Regions from separate parts of the Gasterosteus aculeatus genome. Here region 2 is linked to region 1. A link is a contact called in public Hi-C data. All regions are on one chromosome and are shown on one strand. The core of a region is the stretch at or near the end of the contact, and the rest is flanking DNA. Distances in the headings are between cores, read along the strand shown.

Region 1 (4,647 bases), core at 208-2,707:
CCCGTTCTTCATCACGACAGGAGATGGGAGCACTGAGAGAAGGACGGAGGATGTGCGACGCAGGAGCTCGGCTGGACTCCAATCAGGGATGTGACACATCGCTTTAAACCCTTCGGTTAAAAGGAAACCCCCTTCCTCCACGTGTAAGTGGTGTTCTTTGGTCATTTTTGTCACAAGTCAAAGCTTGGACATAAATACCGATCTTGTCTGAAAAAAGAAATTCTCTCTGGTTCTTAATAATAATTGGCCGGCGGCAGAAGCAGGCTTGGAATTAAAACATAAATATCCACGTGAGGCCTACTTCTACTTCAGGCTGTGCATACAAATCAACCCTACAGGACCTAGTCTTTATTTTATTTTAGCCACAGACAACAAACTCCTTTATTTGTTAACAGAACAGATTATCAATTATTTGTGTGAGTAGAAAGAAACATAAAACACAATTTTAGATTGTGCAGTCGCGGGTTTACACGTCCCACAATCCACCTGGCCCGTTGGCTTGTCAACGCATTGGCTGCATACAGATCCCCCCCCACTCGCGACACACAGACTAGCGACAAAGGCGTCTCCTCCGTGCACCGTTTGCACTCGGCTGCTGCCCCCTGGACAGCAAAGCCCCTCCCCTCTGCCCCCGGAGGGGGGGGGGGGGGCACCGCCAGACATCGACGGGGACCAAGAGCGAGCGCTCTTGTGTTGTTAGAGGGAAAACTTTGATCAAAGTTACTTCTCCTCATCCATCTCTGACTCTCCTGGCCGCTCATAAATCATCTACGCTGTGCCGACTGTCAGGCTCGGTCCCACCGCCGCAAAGAGCTGATTCACCAGCACGCCACTGCACGTCAAGAGACAACACTGGTCCCGCTTAAGGGGAGCCAACCAACATTTGTGAACAATCCAACATGACATCGATGGTTACCATTATCCTAATTAGCTTGCATGAGGGATTCAAAAGGACACATGCAGTTGCTGTCGAATAACAACGTACAGCTGCACCAAGAGGTAACAAGAGAGGCTCGTACAGTAAGCGAGTGATTGTGTCCAAATGATCGGCAATTAAATGGATCTTACATATTCTCACACTAGAGAAACGGGTAAACTGCCCCCCCTCCCCAAAGAGCCCGAGGCTCGGTGAGACAAACTAGACGGCTCGTTGGCCTGAGGCCCCCACGTGGGCCAGAGTCTCACAAGGGTTTTGCTCGCCCGCACAAGACTTCTGCCGGAGCGGATCTGCAATGCTGATAAAGCTCCATCGGCACCGTCAGGTAGAAGCAAGCTACTGTAACTTTTCTACCTCGGCTCAGCACAGCTCAATCAGCCCCCGCCAGAGGCCCCCGACCCCCCTCGCCCGGCCCTCGGGTCCCGGCGGCTCGGAATCAGCAACTTTCAATCTCTATGTGTTAGCACGCAAGAAGACGCAACAGTACGTTTGGGACGAGCAGACGTGAGAGTAAGACACACACACACACCCCTACAAAACACACACACACACGTCTAATATCAGCTCAGTCCCCGACTCCCTTTAAGAGACCAGAGAGGGGGAAATAAATACTCTTCTTTATTACAGGGAGAAAGACAGAGAAGCGATGCTGGGAGGGGGAGAGGCAGGATGAGTTTGCATCCGCTCACACACACACACACACACACACACACACACACACACACACACACACACACACACACACACACACAGCATTGACTGGCTACCTGGTGCTGCGGATTCCCATATAGCAGCGGAGAACTGTATAATTCCCCCCTGTCAGCAGACCTCCCCCACCCCGATCCTCTCATATACCACCAGCTGACGAAGTAGAAGAGGAGCCTCAGCACAGGAACACAATCGTACCGTGACTCTCAATGATCCTTCAAATAAGGCTCCATTTAGTTTGTCATCCTAGGCGTCACCTGTCCTACGGGTTTTGGGTCCAAATTCACTGATTCAATTCACCGATTATCACAGCAAAGTGTCGTGATAGAGGTGCGGCCCTCGTGCCCTAACCGCAGCAATCACCGAGTGAACAGATTTCCGACCCGCCAATAGGTGTTTTTATAAGATGGTTTTGGATTGTTTGTAGACACAAAACTGTCCCAAAGGACTCCAATTGCTACCCATCTTATCGCCCCCCCGGCCATGTGGCATGAACGCGGCTCTATAGACTCAGCAAATCAAGTGAAGGGTCGAGGATCTGGCGGGATCAAGGGAGGACAGCGTGATCCCTCTGCACACGTTGATATATTTGCCAGTAAAGCTCCTGTCTGGCGAGCACAGAGAACCGCGTGGAACCCCCGCGTGTAACAGCGAGGCCGTACACCGGCTAACCAGGCCAGTAGACCTGCACGAAGGCAATGATGCACAGCAAACTTACTTTTCATGCTTTTCAAATGAGCCAGTCAGGTGTCTGTAGCGACGATCGATTAGGCAAAGGAAAAATCCAGAGCATACATCCGGCCTTTTTTAAGATCATCCATCCAAGTCAACCGCATTGACTAAAAGCTGATTTTGATGAATGCAAAATCATTTAAAAAGAATCTCACAGCATTCATGTATTTTTTTTAATAGAAATACCATCTAAATGTCATCCTTCCTCCCTCCCTCTCTCTGCCGTGTTCTGTTGCCCTTTTTCCCCTCTTTCTTTTTAACTAAACAGATTCACCGAATGCACAAGTCTGTCCTTTCTTCCACGCAAAGCTGCCAGAATCTTAAATAAGGAGGGGAAGAAATAGACAAAATCATCTTCCCTTGATGCGACGCTGCAGGAGGAGGAAGGGTGGTTTTCCCTGACCTGGTGCCTCACAGGGGATCCTCCAGAGTCCGGGCGGGTCAACATGGACGTCCCCCGACACATTCCTGGGGTACGCAGCATAGCAGAGGGCCACGTTGGAAAGCGTATGAATATAAATATGTAGGTGCAATCGCACACTACTCTGGCACGGCTCCAGCAGACAGCGGAACGACCACTCGTACAGGGAGAGAAAGAGATCAATGCAGGAAGGTAAAGTTTAAAAGGAGAGCAGTTTCCTGAATATCATTAGGTGCGTCTGCACAGACACAGATTACCCTTTCCATCAATACAGTTCAGGTAGGTAAAGAGCTGCAATCTGAATACAACACCACCTCCCACAAACGATAAGTCACAAACAAAAGGAAAGTCAGACAATCACATTTTGACTGAAAGAAAACGCATTGGTGGAGTTTCTCAGTGCTCACCAGTTCTGTTCAGTTCCCTTTGTACCTACTTTATCCCTTTGACATATATTGTCCAACGTAAGCTTGTTTCACCTACATATAAAATGAGATGTGCCTTGAGAATATTTAAGTTCACTTTCATAACATACATATGCATCCACTTCTAGAACTGTCTATAATAAGATATTTCTTAAATATCACGCTCACACGCGTTGTGGCGGTTTAGGCAGGGACGGCGCTGTGAACTAATACACCAATCACAGACTGAGGCTTTGAATTGGAGTGTTTACTGGAGCAAAGACGTGATGTCTCCATGTTTTTGTAACAAGTGTGCCGAGGACACCCTCCCACCGGGCTCGCTGCTCCTCTACCTCCCACCACACTGACCTCCACCTGTCACGGAGGCTTCATATTTACAGCCACCACAGGCCATCTGCCCACTCCCAGCCCCAACTGTCAATCAACAGCAAGCCGCCTCCCCCTCTGCCAATCCATCAACAGGCGCAAAGCACTGAACCGTCGCCCGGCACAGACGCTGACGGCGACAACAACGAGGGATCCAGCGCTCAATGCTGCTTTTGGGCAAAATATATACAAACTCAAGCTTAAGGGAGAACAAAGAAATACTAGAATGACGAGTAAACGGAGGCTTTAGGTGCATCACGGGCTTCAAGCATCACCGTACAGGAGCAGCGTGGGAGACGCATTTAACAGTCCCACTAAAGGACACACCGCACAGGTGATGCCGTTTGATCAACCTGAAATAAAGAGGAAAGTGTTCCGCTTCTGGACTCTGTGTACCGTTTCCTAATGTTTCCTATTATGCAGTTGTTGTTTTTTTTATTTAGACTGGAAGCGATGATGTGAAAAGAGAATTAGACAGCCACGCCTTCAGCAGCACTCGGCTTCCCTACATACAGCAGCTACGGTATAACGGACGGGACATTTGGTTTCAGATATGAAAGGAAAAGGTCAGCCACAAATTAATTTGCACACACACACTTATGTTTCAAATAATGCTGTGTTTTTCTATCCCTTCACTGCTGTCTAGGAAAGTGGGGCAAATGCCTCAGCTAGTACAGCATACTAAGAGCGCGCGCACACACACACACACACACACACACACACACACACACAATCCCCTGCAGGTAAGTGCGTGCCTGGGTGGGTGGTCACTGGATTCAGTCCCCTGCATCTCAATGACAAACCCATATCCACAGGGATTTATCTAAATGCAAATCAGCTGCCTTCACTCGACAACACACATAACTTACTTTGCATCCCTCAACAGACGGACGGACGGACGGACAGACAGACGGGCAGAGAGACAGACGGGCAGACGGCCTTCATCCGGGCCCTCTGGAGACCCAACATTTTTTCACCTAAATTTATTTTTAATTGAGGAGCTAATTTAGCGAAATTCACGCTGGAGGTAGACGGATGGGAGCTGAGGAAAGGAGCAC
Region 2 (4,099 bases), core at 928-3,427, 370 kb before region 1:
CGCCTTGGGGCCGGGGGGGGGGGGGGGGGGGGCTTGTATACATTCATATCTTCATGTCAGCGTGTCTATGAGGATACATTTGAGGACGTGGGCCGGGCCAACCTGACAGCCTGATTCTTTACCTGTCAACACACTCAAGGTGCACTGGGTAATCTGTATGGGGCTGACCACCTACACTTGCAAACACCTCCATACATACACACTGCTGCAAAAGCATCAACCTACTCGTACGCCCTCATCCACCAACAAAATATGGCTCCCCTGCTGTGCGGAGGTGGGTTTTTTGTCACGCCCCAGTGGCTCGGTGACAGTCTGTCAATCAATCATACTCATCGCATCCCCATCTCACCTGTAAATGAGTGTGTGTCCGTCTCCAGGGCCGTGATAGGCTGATTGGCTCTGTCAGTCACAGTGTCAGGCGAGTGTAGATCAATGGGAAGCATTCAGTACGGTGACGTGTGGATATCTCCACAGTCATGCACTGATGATGCCAGATGTCACCAAAGACGGACCCAGCTTGAGTGAGCCGCTGAGTGCCGCGGAGGCTGACGTGTGTCAGTGGAAATAAATGTGTAAATAACCAAACAAAATGCAGGACAGAAATAAGGCGGGCCGGACCTGTGAGGCCAAAAACCCCAAACTTAAATTCCATATAGTATATAATACAACCATGATTACAATCTGCTTTTCTAAATGTTGCATGCACAGAATGTATTGTGGCGTCAGCATGTGGCTCCGCGCTACATGAATACAAGACTGCATTCATTTGTGCATAAGCAAATGAATGAAAAACATTGAATGAATATATTCATCTCATTAAAATGCATTCAGCTGCATTGCGAACACATACTGTATCCACAGACAAACTATGATACATATGTGCAGAACAGACGCTGACAGACTACAAGGTACAAGCTTGCAAAAATGATAATCAAGGATAGTCTTCAGGCAAAGCTCTAAATGCCTGAGGCGCTCTTGGTAGCTGTATAAGCTGAAATTGAATGTGCTCTGTAACAATGTCAGGTCATCATTACAGCAACGGCAAGTATTATCTCGTGGAGTTGTTGTACACATCTCCGTTTGTTCTTTGTAGTCAGTGTCCTGCACCAGTGAATAGACACCCGGGGTGGAGGGAGCAGTCAGATGGAGTAATATCAACATGTAAAAATACACCTGTTGCCCAGAAGCCATCCATGCAGCCATTAGTCACAGTCGGTCGGTCCTTAAGGCACCTACAATTATATCAAAGAACGGAACAATTATTTTACACCGTGAGGTGAAGTTACTCACCTTCGGACTCAGGCTTGCAAAGCGATTCTCTTTTTTTTCCCCATGCGCTCAGGTTAAAATCAATGACGCCCAGTCTGGTGAGATATTAGCGGTTGTTTGCAATTCATTTATGATTTGAAACACTCGATGCCCCGAGGCAGCTACACTCTGAGATAGTGAGGCGGAAGATGCCTCGCAGCTTGCATTTTAACCACAAAGATTTCATATCTGACTCCAAACAATCTTATTTTTTTCACTTGGACTCTCCAGATTTCAGAAGGTCCAGATTCTTGCTCAAGTGAGATGTAAATTTAATCAGGGATTTCCGTTAACTGTCATGTATTCAACTTGAGTACAAAAGCTATGCTGAGACTAAGTAAATCCAGGCAAAATGTGTAAAAGAAGACGCCAGCTGTCAACCTGCTCCAGGAACAGTTAATCAAGGCTGTGCAGGGTTTCTGGGACTAAAAGATGGTCTGTTTCGGTGGCTGAATCTGGACCCAGATCAAACAGTGAATTGTAGTGCCTTACGGCTCTTATAGCAGTCTATAACGTTCCATGCAGTTAATGTTCGGGGCTCATTCAAACTCATTCTTATTCCAACGCACTGCTTTTTTTTTTTCAAGCAATTGTTGCATTTGCATCTTTAATGCAGCAAAAGGTATCTGAAAGTGTCCTCGGAGAACATTTTCCAGCCACCATTTAGAACGATTGTAATGTGCTGCACGATGCGACGATGAAAGCAATGAAAAAGCCATATTGCAGAACGTCCTCAGGTGACTCACTCTGGTAAACAGCGCCACGGGTCAGTGGCCAGAGGCTTATATGTGCGAGCAGTAGGTGGGAGCCTGGTCATTAATGTGTCTGCGTTTGCCATGCTGAGTGCTGTGTGAGGTCAGCTGCCCCCGAGGACTGGACTGGAGGTTGGGACCAGGTGAACTGCGTCCCAGAGGAAACTCTTGTGGGAATCAGTAGTCCTGTGCTCAGACCCAATCTCTATTCTCCATCTGGACTAATTGCCCTACTTGGCCCAATCATACAAACATGGATGAATACTAAACATCTGACCCCTCCTTTTCTGTCTTCCACCCCCTTTCTTGCTCTCCCCCTTTTTAGCTTACACAGTCCGTTTCCCTACCAGCGGCTTTTATGCTCTTGCCCACACTGCTCTTCCTCTCTTTTGCATGTGCTTTCTACGTACCTTCCTTACTTGTTCCTGAAGAGGGGCCAGAGAGACGGACGGGCCACTTCAGGGACCAAAGGCATGAGGTAATCCAGGCAGAGTTGTAGGCCTCCTTTGTCCCAAATCTCAAGACTTCCCACAGCTCCATGTGGGAAAGCAAGACCACCAGTCCGCATTCAACGGGAAAACCTTGGAGTGAATAATCATGTTGACAGGTGAAGAGGAGCTCTTTTGTATTCGCGGAGGAAATGACAGTATAAAAATGTTTTGTCGTTGAGTACTCTTGAAGGAGCTTCTGCTGCTTGCCAGTCCTGCCACAGCTAGTATGTGAATGATGAGAGCTCCAGTGGGCAAGTTCTCACCTCAGCTGCAGCAACACACAGACAAATACAGTGAGAAGAGAAACTGTCTTCAATGGGAAACGTCATCTGCTGCCAAGTATCCTTCCTTATAAGCAAAATAAAACAAATAGATTGCGCAGTTTGAGAAGAGATCTGAATGTAGAATTACGTTCCAACAAGCCTCTTTTACTTTCGATCAGATGTAAAAGAGGCTTTACATCTTTGTTTCCGTGCAGCAGGATAGTTAGCGATACAATTTGTTGATGCACCAAGACTCCGATGCTGCACAAATTCCTTGCAATACTTTGAAAGCAACTTATTGTGTCACGTCCCCCCCTGACACATTCTCATTCCCCCCACGTGTTTGCTAACCGCCGCTTCAAGAACGACCTCACATCCTATATCGTGTGCACAGGTGCTGCCGACAGCTTGCAGCCGAGGCCCCACACTGTACCTATCGGGTCACTTCCATCAAGAGCCGGTCTCATCTCGATTAAAAGCTAATAGCATCTGGTCAGCAGGTCCGCGTGGAGACAGTAGCTTCATTCAGGCCACGGCTGCAACGCGGAGAGTTTCATCGATCGGGGAAACACACCAGAGAGAGACTGATGAGTGGGACAAAGGGGGAATAGACAGAAACGCGATATTGGAAGCTTGATGTTCCGATTATAATAAACTTGGTGGGTGGGCTGAAACTAGAAAAATGTTATATGGGATTAGAGAATGTGCCTGTGGCTTTTAATCCACAGCCTCAATATAAACATCATGTCTGCTTTATCCTTCTCTTTACTTCCTCTATAGTTATTCCCTCAGCCAGAGGACACAGAGTCCCCTTTTCACTGATTATAATACAGCGGAGTCCAAACATTGCCACGCATGACTTGATATTTTCCTTAAGAGTAATCATACTATTGATTAAGGCAGCTTCCTTTAACAGTCTGCTGGTCTCATTCTTATACAGAACATGAAGCATTATGTTTTTGTTCTGTTGACAGAGCAGAAGTCCGACTAGTCTGGTCCATTTCCCTCAGTCGGTGCCGGACCGATAGCGGGCTGCTGCGTAGACACCGGCAAGGAGATGCGGCCAATTTGGCAAAAGATGGATGAGAAAAGAGTTTTTCGTTCGCACGGTGTCACTTCACTTTGGAGGCTGGAGATCATATCTTGAATGAAGTCAGATACCATGGGCTCATTCGTCAGTGGTTTAACATCCAAGGGTCTGGGCCCCCGACCATTAGAAATGAAAAGGGGTCTCAGCTCTCACCAACAACAATCTGTAAATCATTTTGTTTGCAATAAGAACGCT

What was found. Hi-C and Micro-C count contacts between places; a contact is called where the count stands out from the background.
Region 2: a Hi-C map of tail fin shows a contact between it and region 1, with 3 times the contacts expected there. The contact joins two enhancer-like sites. A contact is called at or near these places in 4 of 6 Hi-C or Micro-C datasets (skeletal muscle, tail fin and whole body).

The regions. Positions count from the first base shown.
Region 1 is chr13:6,902,716-6,907,362 of fGasAcu3.hap1.1, reverse strand. The region is part of intron 6 of fbxl17 (F-box and leucine-rich repeat protein 17); the gene reads right to left. Among protein-coding and RNA genes, the nearest start is that of fbxl17, 13 kb to the right of the region's middle. Within about 2 kb of position 1,457, at least 1 of the 9 cell types and tissues checked has open chromatin away from gene starts, as enhancers often do.
Region 2 is chr13:7,276,734-7,280,832 of fGasAcu3.hap1.1, reverse strand. No RefSeq gene overlaps it. Among protein-coding and RNA genes, the nearest start is that of LOC144386378, 47 kb to the left of the region's middle. Within about 2 kb of position 2,177, at least 1 of the 9 cell types and tissues checked has open chromatin away from gene starts, as enhancers often do.